Linked DNA regions of Sus scrofa: regions 1, 3 and 4 are each linked to region 2. A link is a contact called in public Hi-C and HiChIP or PLAC-seq data. All regions are on one chromosome and are shown on one strand. The core of a region is the stretch at or near the end of the contact, and the rest is flanking DNA. Distances in the headings are between cores, read along the strand shown.

Evidence for each region. Hi-C and Micro-C count contacts between places; a contact is called where the count stands out from the background. HiChIP or PLAC-seq counts read pairs in DNA pulled down with a chosen protein or histone mark.
Region 1: an H3K27ac HiChIP or PLAC-seq map of alveolar macrophages shows a contact between it and region 2. The contact joins the enhancer-like site here to the promoter of ZNF592 in region 2. A contact is called at or near these places in 2 of 5 promoter capture datasets (fetal liver and liver), 10 of 47 Hi-C or Micro-C datasets (alveolar macrophages, embryonic fibroblasts, epiblast stem cells and 4 more) and 2 of 2 datasets of contacts at active chromatin or transcription factors (alveolar macrophages and skeletal muscle).
Region 3: a Hi-C map of liver shows a contact between it and region 2, with 2.8 times the contacts expected there. The contact joins the promoter of IQGAP1 here to the promoter of ZNF592 in region 2. A contact is called at or near these places in 1 of 47 Hi-C or Micro-C datasets (liver) and 1 of 2 datasets of contacts at active chromatin or transcription factors (alveolar macrophages).
Region 4: a contact with region 2 is called in a Hi-C map of skeletal muscle, with 8 times the contacts expected there. The contact joins the enhancer-like site here to the promoter of ZNF592 in region 2. A contact is called at or near these places in 2 of 5 promoter capture datasets (fetal liver and liver), 11 of 47 Hi-C or Micro-C datasets (alveolar macrophages, embryonic fibroblasts, fetal heart ventricle and 6 more) and 2 of 2 datasets of contacts at active chromatin or transcription factors (alveolar macrophages and skeletal muscle).

Annotation. Positions count from the first base shown.
Region 1 is chr7:52,950,700-52,953,399 of Sscrofa11.1, forward strand. The region is part of intron 2 of ZSCAN2 (zinc finger and SCAN domain-containing protein 2); the gene reads right to left. Among named protein-coding and RNA genes, the nearest start is that of ZSCAN2, 6.0 kb to the right of the region's middle. Within about 2 kb of position 1,347, at least 14 of the 83 cell types and tissues checked have an H3K27ac peak or open chromatin away from gene starts, as enhancers often do. A contact at or near this core is called in alveolar macrophages, fetal liver and liver, where this site is marked.
Region 2 is chr7:52,792,510-52,795,209 of Sscrofa11.1, forward strand. It overlaps ZNF592 (zinc finger protein 592), which reads right to left and starts at 1,441. Exons shown (of 11, transcript XM_021098901.1): 1 at 1,335-1,441.
Region 3 is chr7:53,019,165-53,021,864 of Sscrofa11.1, forward strand. It overlaps IQGAP1 (ras GTPase-activating-like protein IQGAP1), which reads left to right and starts at 1,315. Exons shown (of 38, transcript XM_021098910.1): 1 at 1,315-1,521. The coding sequence starts at 1,467.
Region 4 is chr7:52,617,927-52,620,626 of Sscrofa11.1, forward strand. All of the region lies in intron 11 of SLC28A1 (solute carrier family 28 member 1), which reads right to left. Among named protein-coding and RNA genes, the nearest start is that of SLC28A1, 34 kb to the right of the region's middle. Within about 2 kb of position 1,370, at least 30 of the 83 cell types and tissues checked have an H3K27ac peak or open chromatin away from gene starts, as enhancers often do. A contact at or near this core is called in alveolar macrophages, skeletal muscle and subcutaneous adipose tissue, where this site is marked.

The DNA of each region.
Region 1 (2,700 bases), core at 97-2,596, 160 kb after region 2:
AAACCTAAGAGTAGGTGCTCTTTTGCTGGACTAAGCTGCCTGGCTCACCTACTGGTCTGAGAATTCTCCCAGGTCTAAGCTGCAATCTTATCTCTTCTTCCTTTCTAGATTTTGAAGTGCCCCTGGCTGTGTTCTGCCAAATTTGGGCTTGACCCACTATTTTGTTTTAAAATGAAAGCTTGGGAGTTCCCGTTGTGGCTCAGCGGTTAACGAATCTGACTAGGAACCATGAGGTTGCGGGTTCGATCCCTGGCCTTGCTCAGTGGGTTAAAGATCCGGCGTTGCCATGAGCTGTGGTGTAGGTTGCAGACACGGCTCGGATCCCGCACTGCTGTGACTGTGGCGTAGGCTGGTGGCTACAGCTCCGATTCAACCCCTAGCCTGGGAACCTCATATGCCGTAGGAGCAGCCCAAGAAATGGCAAAAAGACAAAAAAACAAGAAACAAAAATGAAAGCTTAGGAGTTTCTGCTATGGCACAATGGGATCAGCAGCATCTCTGCAGGTTTGATCCCTAGCCTGGCACAATGGGTTAAAGAATCTGGCATTGATGCCGCTTTGGCATAGGTCACAACTGTGGCTTGGATCTGATCCCTGGCCCGGGAACTCCATATGCTGTGAGGTGGCCAAAAAAGAAAAAAAGGGGGGGGGCAGTTTAGCTTGGCTTTCTCAAGGAAAGGCAGATAAGTCTGGCATGAAGCAGCTGTCTGCCTCCTTCATGTACCCAGCAGATGAACTGCTCCGCACCTGCACGGAGGCAGGAAGGATTCATTTCCTCATCCCAACAATACTTACTGGGTCCACTATGTGCAGGGCATTGTGCCAGGTGCTGTGAGAGGTTTAAAGAGAAGAAAGAAAAAAAAAAAAGACAGGTTCTTTGACTTTGGGGATATTATAGGTTCCTAAAAGAAAGAAGACAAGTCTTCATATAAATAGAAAACAAGATGCAGTATGATAAAAAGTCAAAACAAGAAGGAGAATCCGAATGTTCTCGGGGAGATGACTTCTGGCAGAGGTCGTCAGAGATGCTCTTAGGTGGAAGAGGAGACAGGAAAGAGGAGCTGGCAGTAAGGACAGCTTTATGGAGCAGGACTCCAAAGTCAGGAACTCAAAGACAACCAAGATTTTATCACATAGGGATGCACAAGGCCATTCCACATCAAAATTCAGGAGCACAGGTGGCTGCTGGAAAGTACAGGCTGTGTTCAAAAAAACAGCAAGATCTGGTCTGAATGGAACAAAGAGCTGTGGCAAGTGGTGAGTCAGGGGAGGACCAGCCAGGGGCTGTCTGGGCCACAGGCTGCAAGCAGAACAAACCAATCCTGCTTGATGTGGAGACACTGGGAAACTCAAGAAAACATTTGAGCAGGACAGTGCCTGACCACTAGGGGAGGAGTGGAACAGCTGCAATGAAGGGGAAGGGGCTGAAGGCAGGTTCCCTTTGCAGGCTGCTGCAAGACATCAGGTGAAATACAGAGAGCCTGAGTGAAGGCGGGGTATGGGGATGAAAACGTCCATGGGAAATGCAAAGAGAGATGAGCTTTACCACGTTAACCCATTAATTCATATCCCATCTCAACTGGAATCACAAGATATTTTAACTGTGAGCACCTAGAGGTGCCTGCTAGTCAAATATTAAACAACTGCTGTCTAACCAGGCCTTGAAATGCCCTGTGGTGGAAAAGTGCGGCCAAAGGTCCTGAGCTGGACAAACAGACTAGAGGTCAAGCGGTCTTATGTTGAGTAAACGTTTTGAGAAGGGATGGAGTTAACTGCAGAGGTTTCTCTTGAGCAATCACAAGGAAGGTCGGGAGCATGGGTTAAACAAATGCAAACCAACAAAGACAGCAATCAGGGCCCTGACAAACCCACTCAGTCTGGGACATTCCTCATCTGAGATGTCCCATGGAAGATGAATGGCACAAGGCCCCTCCAGCAAGCCAGACAGGGAGGGCTGGCACGGTGGGGAGCCTGTCATTGCCTCAGAGACACCAGATGAGACCTGCAGCCCTCCAGGCCTCTGCCCTCTCTTTGGTGTCTGATCCTGAGGTTCACTACAAACTCGCTACATCCATCAGGAGAAAAGTAAAGGTTTTTAATAGGTTGAGAGGTTTTTGCTTTTTTAAGTAGGAAGAATAAAAGTAAAAGTTATTTTTCAGGGTGAAGAAAATCGGGTACTTTGCTTAAAACAAAACCTGGGATCTACCAAACACAAACTCAGCAAACAGGCTGAGTTTGAATCCCGGCTCCATCACTAACCAGCTGTGTGACCTCAAGGAGGAGCTTGAACTTCCATTTCCACATCTGTAAAATGATGGATCCTTGCTAGCTCATGGGATTGTCAGTGAGATGGACATGGAGGTGCTCAGGGCAGTGCTGGGCTCACAGCAGGCCCCCCAAGACCCTTTATTCACATCTCACAAGTCCCTGGGCATTGTCACAATTCTGCCCCCAAACTACCTGCCCTTTCCAGCCTCTGAAACCTCCAGACTAGATGCCTCTGAGTTTGTCATCTTAGTCCTCATCAACATCCCCCCCCTTTTTTTTGCTTTGCTTTGTAGGGCCATATCCACGGCACATGGACATTCCCAGGCTAGGGGTCCAATCAGAGCTGCAGCTGCTGGCCTACACCACAGTCACAGCAATGCCAGATCCTTAACCCACTGAGCGAGGCCAGGGATCAAACCCATGTCCTCATAGA
Region 2 (2,700 bases), core at 191-2,690:
CCCACAAGTCAATGAGCTCAATTAAGCTAAAACATGTCTTTTTGGTTTACCGCTGTACTCCCAAAACCTAGTCCAGTGCCTGGCACATAATAAGTGCTCAGTAAAATTTTGCTGAATGAATCAAAGCCACGACCAGTGGAAACATTGGAAAATGATCAAAATGTGTGTGCTAGCACCTTGCTTCCTGCTCTCTTTCACTGTGTAGTGTACCTATGAGTTTGAGGAAACAGATCCCTGAAATCCTACCAAGTACCCACCAGGCCAGGCATGTCCACATCCTGTATCCTTAGCCACACTCTACACACCAACAGATGCACCAGACAGCCCTTCCAGGAACACAGAGCTGAAGGCAAGTGGGCCAACCCTAAGCCAAATACCATCTTACCCCCAAGTCCCCTCCTCCAGTTCTATTCTAGACTAGTCCTGGGTGTTAGACATACTGCCCTGGGTGGGTCTGTGAATTTACTCCAATCCAGGCTTTTTAATGCCATCTCTGGCCTACGCAAAAGAAAAAATGGAGAAGAAAAAAAAAAAAAAAAGTTAAAAATCCCTGAGCAGTTCTGATAATCCTGGGGTTCTCAGAAGCAGGCACACCTCAGGTCGTACAGACCCCTCCCCCTCACACGCGCTGATCCAAGGCCAGGAGGCCATCTGTCCAGCAGACGCTCCCCGTCCTCCCTCGGGTCACATTGAGCCTCCCCCTCAGGTTGGCAGGAAAAGCCCCTGCAGAGACAACCTCCACCCTGATCAACAGGCCTGGTCACTCCCTGGGCCCCCAACTCCGGGGCAGGAATACCTGTCTGCTCCCGATGAAACCTCCCCCGGGGTCAGAACTTGGGCGGGGGGGGGCGAAGGGGAACGGAGGGGCGCCAAAAAAGGTCGATCCCCCAAGTGTCTACTCCGGGACGGCGACAGCTCTTCGGGCGGCCCAGACGGTCCGACTGACAGGACGCCCCAGCGGGGGAAAGTGGCACCGTTATCCGTGCCCGGGCAGGGGGCCGTGGGCCGACGCCGAGGGCGGCCGCCCGTCCCGCGCCAGGAGGACAGCAGCATGCCCGCCCAGCCGGGTAGCGGCGGGTCGGGGCGGCGGAAGGGGCAGGCGGCCCGTCGGCCGGGGGCGGGGTGGGGTGGCGGCCGGGGCCCGCCAGGCGGCGGTCGGGGGAAGTGGCTGCCGCCTCGGGCGGCGAGCAGGGTCCGCCTGGCTGCAGGGCCGGGCCTCGGCGCGGGCGCGGGCTCGGCCCCGGCTCCGCTCAGCCCCGGCTCAGGCTAGGGCGGCCTCGGCGGCGGCCCCGGCCCACAAGCCCCGCCCGGCCCGGCCCGCGGGGGGCGCTTACCTGGCGGCGGCGGCGGCTGCAGGCCCCGGGCTCGGCCGCGCGCGTCCCCAGCGCCGGCTGCGGGAGCCACAACATGGCGACGGCGGTGGCGGGCGGGGCTGCGGCTCCGGGGGCGGAGCGGGGGCGGGAGCCGGCCTGGCGGCGGGACCTGGCTGGGGCCGCGGGGGGGTGGGGGGAGGCGGAAGGCGACTCGGACCTGGGCGCCCGGCCCAGGGCGGTGTGGCTGAGCGGCTGCCCCAGCCCCAGTCTGGGCCCGGCCTCTCGCCTCTTGCCTTCGGCCTCCCGCCTCCCGTCCCGGGCGGGCTGCGCGGCACCGACCCGACGGCGGCGGGCGGGGCAGGGGAGGCACGGGGAAGAAATAGAACCCCAACCTCGCGGACCCGGGCCCGGCCCGCGGGCTCGCCTGCCTCTCCTGCCCAGCAGAGCACCCGGAGCGGTACCGGCCCAGCGGCCGCTCTCCGCGACTTGGGCCTCTCGTCCTCTGACGCGCCTCCCGGGCAGGGCCGAGGTCGGGGCCGAGGTCTCCCACTAGAGGGCCACGATCTGCCTACGCGGCTGTGTCGCCCTAGCGGAGGGCGAGCGCCTCAGGAGCTGAGACGGCGTCCTCTTCCCTCAGATCTGGCACTAGTGGAGCCTAGTAGGCAGCTATGTGAAAGGTAGCAGAGGGGGCATGGGCCTGGCGCTTACTAGGTGCGCCCTCAATGTTGGGTCATTGCTATATCTAGAGACCTGCACGAAGGCCCGGAGGAATGGAGCCTCTGGAGGAACCGTGAGACCCGCGGTGAACAGAGTTGAAGGCCTGGCAACGGGTGCCTCCCAGGGTATAGACGGCGAGACCTCCGAGTTACAGGGGAAGCTAGGACTGTGCAAGGTGAGAACGGAGAGGTGGGCAGATGGCCCAGAAGGTGACCAGCAGGACCTTCCAAGAGCCCAGCGTACCTGGAGACAGGCGGAATTAAGGCAACAGCCAGGTGATAGTGTGAGAACCCAGAGATGAGGCCCTGGTGTCTGGCAGTGAGCACCCACTGCCAACCGTGGAGAAGTGCGTCTGAAGAACGGGGAAGGACAGGCCAATCTTCAAGAGGGGTGGAACTTTCAGCCCGGTCCGACTGTGGGCCAGACTCTAAGCTGAGCTGAGCTCTTGAGTAGGGAGTAAGTGGTAGTGAAGCGCTGAAGGCAGTAAAAAGGGTGGTGGTTCTTTCCCGAAGTTTGGCAGGGAGAGGGGAAGAAAAGCAGGCCTTATGTATAGCTCCAGGGGTAGTTGGAGCAGAGGAGAAAGGTGATTTTTTTTTTCTTTTAAATTGAGGAGGTGCACTCAAAAGAGCTGATAGGGGAGAATAAAAAGATGAGAGAGAATAATTAATGG
Region 3 (2,700 bases), core at 65-2,564, 230 kb after region 2:
ACTTAAGAGCTTAAGCACTAATTTCTGATTTTGTAATAAACTTTTGCCTGTTTTTCAATGAGGGTATTTTGTTTTCATAGGTTTTCAAGTATCTCACTTTAATATTTTGAAGGAAGAGTGGATAAACTAAAAATTGCTTGAGCAAAAAGCCCGGGGCCAGGTTGTGAAGTAGCTTATTTGGCATGCTAAGGAAGTTGGACCACATCCTGAAGGGAGTATTAGCAAAAGACTATAAAATGGAGGAACACGGCCGTGTTTGCACTTTAGAAAGAACAGGGAGTTGGTTGGCATGAGGGAAAACAGAGGTGATGACAATCTAAACAATGTAATCACAGTAGTGATGGAGACAAAATCAAGACACTTCAGAAAAAAATACCGATTGCCTGTAGGGCGTGAACCAAGCGCGAAGTTTCGACTGAGAACTGAGCACCATTAACAGATTTTAACAGGAGGAGGGTCAGTGTTTGACACGTTTAAAATGTTCGTGGGCTTCACAGGTTAAAATGTCCATTACACAGCGGAAAACGATGAGCCAGGGCTTCTAGAAAGTCTGGTCTGAGAATTACATTTAGAGTTCCTTAGCATTTTAAGGTGAGCGTGGATAAAGCGGGCAAAGAAAAAACAGAAGAGGGCTGAGCACAAAATTCCGTTGAATTCCAATATTTTCAGGGCAGGCCACAAGTTGCAAGGGAAGAGGCATCCCTAAAAGAGGCAAAGAGTGCCCTAAAAAGAACTTGCAAAGAATAGTGGCAAGGAAACTAAGGGAAGGAAGTCTGGACAATTCTCCTGCTCTAGCATCCACTTCTCAAATACTTAGGGGAGTTAAGCAGTTCAAATCTGGCGACTGCTGGCGAATCTGGGAGAAGACTGAGTCAGACTGCCAGACTGTGCAGCCCCTTAAGGCAGTTTGGGTCTTGCCTCTGTTCACAACAACACGCTGAGCCACTTCAAAGGAGGCCTTCCCTGAGCACTCGGGTGCAGAAGAGTTTGGCTAGGCAAGCAGGAGAAGGAGGGTGCCCACATTTTTTATTTCAAGCTACCGACACTGGTGGCCTTTTTGTAGGAGGTGCGGTTGGGGCGGCGGCCGGCGAGGGCAGGGATCCAGAACGGGTCGGGGCCTTGTCAGTGGAGCGGAGCTGACAGCAAGATTGGCGGGCAGGCTCCACCTTCTTCCTTCCGCCTCTTGAGGGCGTAGCGGGCGCAGGGCGGGGGCTAGTGGAGGCGTTGGGAGGGTCAGGCCCCGCCTCCTTTCGCTCACTCTGGTCAGCGCGGCAAGGCGGGGCCGCTGGGGCGGGGCCTGCGGGTGGGGCCGGCGGTGTGGGGCGTGGCCTTCGGGTGGGGCCGGTGGCGTGGGGCGGGGCCTGCGGGACCAGGGCAGCCCGCGCACTGTGCAGGAGCAGCAGCCGCCGCCGCCCTCGCCTCCAAGGTTTTGCTGCTTCCTGAGCAGAGACCCGGGCTCGGCCGCCATGTCCGCCACGGACGAAGTTGACGGACTGGGCGTGGCTCGGCCACACTATGGCTGTGAGTGCGGGCTCCGCAGCGCGGGGGTCTCGGGGCCGGGCTCGCTGCTTCCGAGGCGCCGTTTACCCGGGGGCTCGCTGGGCGGGTGGGGCAGGGTGGCTGTGGGCCGCGCGTACCCGGAAGAGCCGGTGTCGCGGGGTGGCGGACGGCAAGGACCCTAACCCGCGCCCCCTCGGTCTCCGAGGCGGCGGCGGGGGGGACCCAGGCGACCTCCCCGCCTTCTCCCGGGCGCTGCGGCTGGAGGGCCCCACCCAGCGCCTCCCGCTACTCAGCTTGGCCAAGATTGGGGAGACGGCCTAGGGTGAGGTGGCAGGAGGACGGGGCAGGGCGTGTCCCAGGGACCGGAGACGCGGGCTCTGCACGGGCGTAGTGAGAAGGTGCTGCCCGAGTGCTGCCTGCGAGGTAGACTCAGGGTCCAGACCTGCCCGGCCCCAGGCTAGCTGAAAGGTGCGGTCTTGGGCAGGTCACTTCAGCTTTCTCGGGATCCCTCTGCAGGATTTCAAAAGTGGAGGGGAAAAAACCCCAAACCTCCGACTTCCTCATTTTCCGAACCTCATTTTCTGTACCTGTCCCACTGAACTGCGGGCGGATTAGTTACCACTGGGCAAAGGAGAGGCCTTTGGAGTCTGGAGGTTTTCGATTTTATTTTATATTCTATGAATAATGTTGTGTTTTCAGATACTTTCACTCAACAGTTATATACGACGAGGTATTGTGTCACGTTGGTGACAAAGATGAGTAAGACCAGACCCTGCCTTGAAAGAATGTTTTTATCAGAGAGACAGGCAGGTGTACTATCTAATGATAATAAGGAGTGATAGAGATGCCCTGCACCAGCTGGACTTACACTATAAGGTGGGGGTGGGGGAGGGGCCTGGGGAAGGCAGGAGGAACCCAGAGAGGACTTTTGAACAGAGCCCTGCAGGATGCTGTGCGTTTTGACAGGGCAGGGTGGGGCCTGAGACGTGACCTGAAGAGGAAGAGTGTGAACTAAGGTATTGACGAGCAGAAGAGCCCTGTGCGGGTTGGGAACTGAGCGGTGTGGAGTGCACAGTGGTAGGGGGAGGGGAGGGAGAGGAGTTTCCCAAAGCAGTCCGGCTAAACTGGGACAGGCATTGAATGCCAACCCCAGGAATTTGGAGTTTATTCCATATCCTGGGTGCCCATAAAGGGAAGCAG
Region 4 (2,700 bases), core at 120-2,619, 170 kb before region 2:
CAGCGATTCCTCAAGCCAGCGACTCCTCAAGCATCCAGGACCCACTCCCGCCCAAGACCTTCCTCTCTCTACCCAAAGGGTTCCCATGTAAAGAGACAGAGAGGGTCTGAGCCCCTCATTTGAATGTTCAAAAATATCTTTACCAAGAAAGCTAGAAACCCAGACAATTACATAGCATAAAACGAGCCAGTTTTAAAAGGATGGATTTCTAACCCTGACCACTTCTTGAACATTATGCCAAGTGTTTTCTGTCTATTATTGCATTTAATTCTTAAAACTGCTGTGAGGTGGGCAGTAAGAAGTGAAAACTAAGCATGTGATGGACTCTCACTTGGCCCTGCTTGGGACTTCACAGAACTGGTCTCAGAGGCTCCACTCTTGAACAATTGATTGAGGGGCACAACCCAGCCTGTGTTCACAGCTCAAAGCACATATCTCACACTGGTCCTGAACCAAAGGGGTAAGGAAGGAGACCCAGTATCTGGGGCCAGCACAGACAAAGCTAGTGCCTGCTTTAAAGCTTTTGGGAAACATGCTGAAAAAGGACATGTCACAATGTCCCTTTTCAGGTCGCAGTGAAAGGATTCAGTCAAGTGACCCTTGGGATCTCAGACCAAGGAGAAGATCTAGACCAGTGTTATCTAAATATAATGGGAAGCACACTTGTGATTGATTTAAAATTGTCTAGGGGTTCCAGCTGTGATGAATGAGATTGGCAGCATCTCTGGAGCCCTGGAATGCAGGTTCGATCCCCAGCCCAGCACAATGGGTTAAGGATCCAGCATTGCCACAGCTGTGACCTAGGCCACAACTGTGGCTTGGATCTGATCCCTAGCCCAGGAACTCCGTATGCCACAGGGTGGCCAAAAAAGAAAAAAAAAAATTGTCTAGAAGCCAATTTAAAAAGTAAAAAGAAACAGATGAAGTTAATGTCAATCATGTATTTTATTTAACCCAATATATCTAAAATATTATCTTTCTACCCATGTAATCAACATAAAACCTATTAATAAGATATATTAATCATTTTTTCATACTAAATCTCAGAGCGGATTTCATTTCAGACTGGCTACACTTCAAGTGCTTAATAGCCATGTGTGGTTATTGGCTACTGTGTCTGAAAGCGCAGGTCTAGAGCTAGCCAGATTTTAGCAGTAGGAGGGGTGCAGGGCAGAGGGAGTCAGAAGTTGGGCAACAAAGAAAAAGGAGGAGAAAATAAGGGGGATCTCTCGGGAATTCAGGGGCTAAGGGCAAAGCCAAAGATATAGTGAGGAACTGCCTGGAGGAGGGAGTCAAAGGAGAGTGGAGAGGCTACAGAGACAGGGCTCTGGGGAAAAGCCCAGGGTGCTGCAGTGGCATCCAGGAGCCAGGCGGAGGCAGAAGAGAGCTTCCCTGTTAACAGACTGGGGACAGATCCAGAGATGGGACGGGAGGAGGGAAAAGTCAGCTATGGGCCTTTCACCGGGCCAGCTACGGTGGCTGGAGACCCGCTGCCACAGGGCTGATCCTTGCGGGCTCTGTGCTTTCTGTAAAGCTAGAGGGAAATGGGTACACAGGCCTCTTCTGCGAGGAGGCCCCACTGCCTGGGGCTAGGGGCTGGACTCTGGCCTGAGAAAGGGAAGGAAAGGAGGCTGAGCTACAAGGCAGAATGTGGGAAAGGGAGAGAGTTCTAGAATTGCATTCCTTTTTTTTTTTTTTTTTTTTTCTTGCTTTTTAGGGCCATGCCCCCAACATATGTAAGTTCCCAGGCTAGGGGTTCAAATCAGACCTGGAGCTGCCGGCCTACGCCACAGCTACAGCAATGCGGATCCAAGCCTTTTCTTGTCTGTGACCTACACCATAGCTCACAGCAACACCGGATCCCCGACCCACTGAGTGAGGCCAGGGATGGAACCCACATCCTCATGGATACTAGTCGGGATCGTTACCACAACAGGAACTCTAGGAATTAGTGTTTCTAACAAGTTCCCAGGTAAAGCTGGCGCTGCTGGCCTGAGCACACACACCCTTTGAGAACTGCTCTTGTCATCTAGTTCTCCATGGGAAGTGGGAGTGAAGAAGATTTTTTTAAAAACTTTATTCACTTCTGCAAGAAGCAAGAACTTCTTTGATAGTTAATAGAGAAAAAAATAGGATCTTTAAAGACGTGCATGTGAAAGCACAAACAAGTACGGTGCTTTACACAAATGCAAAGCGTTATTAGCAGGCACTTTGTAGGGGTCATGTCGAAGATTCCTTCCTCTTTGCCAGGCAGCAGTGATGTGATTGGTTAAGCCCATTCATACCACTGGAATTTGACCTGGAAATGAATGGTGCTCCAAAAGCTGCACAAGGAGTAATATGGGAGCAGAGGAAGGACGTGTGCTCAGAGGGGGCACAAGAGGCAAGGAGGTGAGGGTGCAGAAAGAGTAGGACAGATCCCCGGGGCAGCGAAGGTGTGGGTCTGTGTTAGTTTTGGAGTCGGACAGATCTGGGCTCAAATCCTGGCGTTGGCATCTCACTTAACTCTGAGTCTCAATTTCCTCATCTGTGAAATGAAGATACGAAAGCACCTAGTGCTTTGTCTGGTACGTAGTAGGTGCTCAGTAAGCAGAACACTGGAAACCTTTGCTCCTACTGGCTGTGTGAGAAGCCCGGATGGTCCAGCCCGCCCAACCCGCCTTACTCAGGTGAAGCCTCTCCTCTCACCGTCACAGCGGC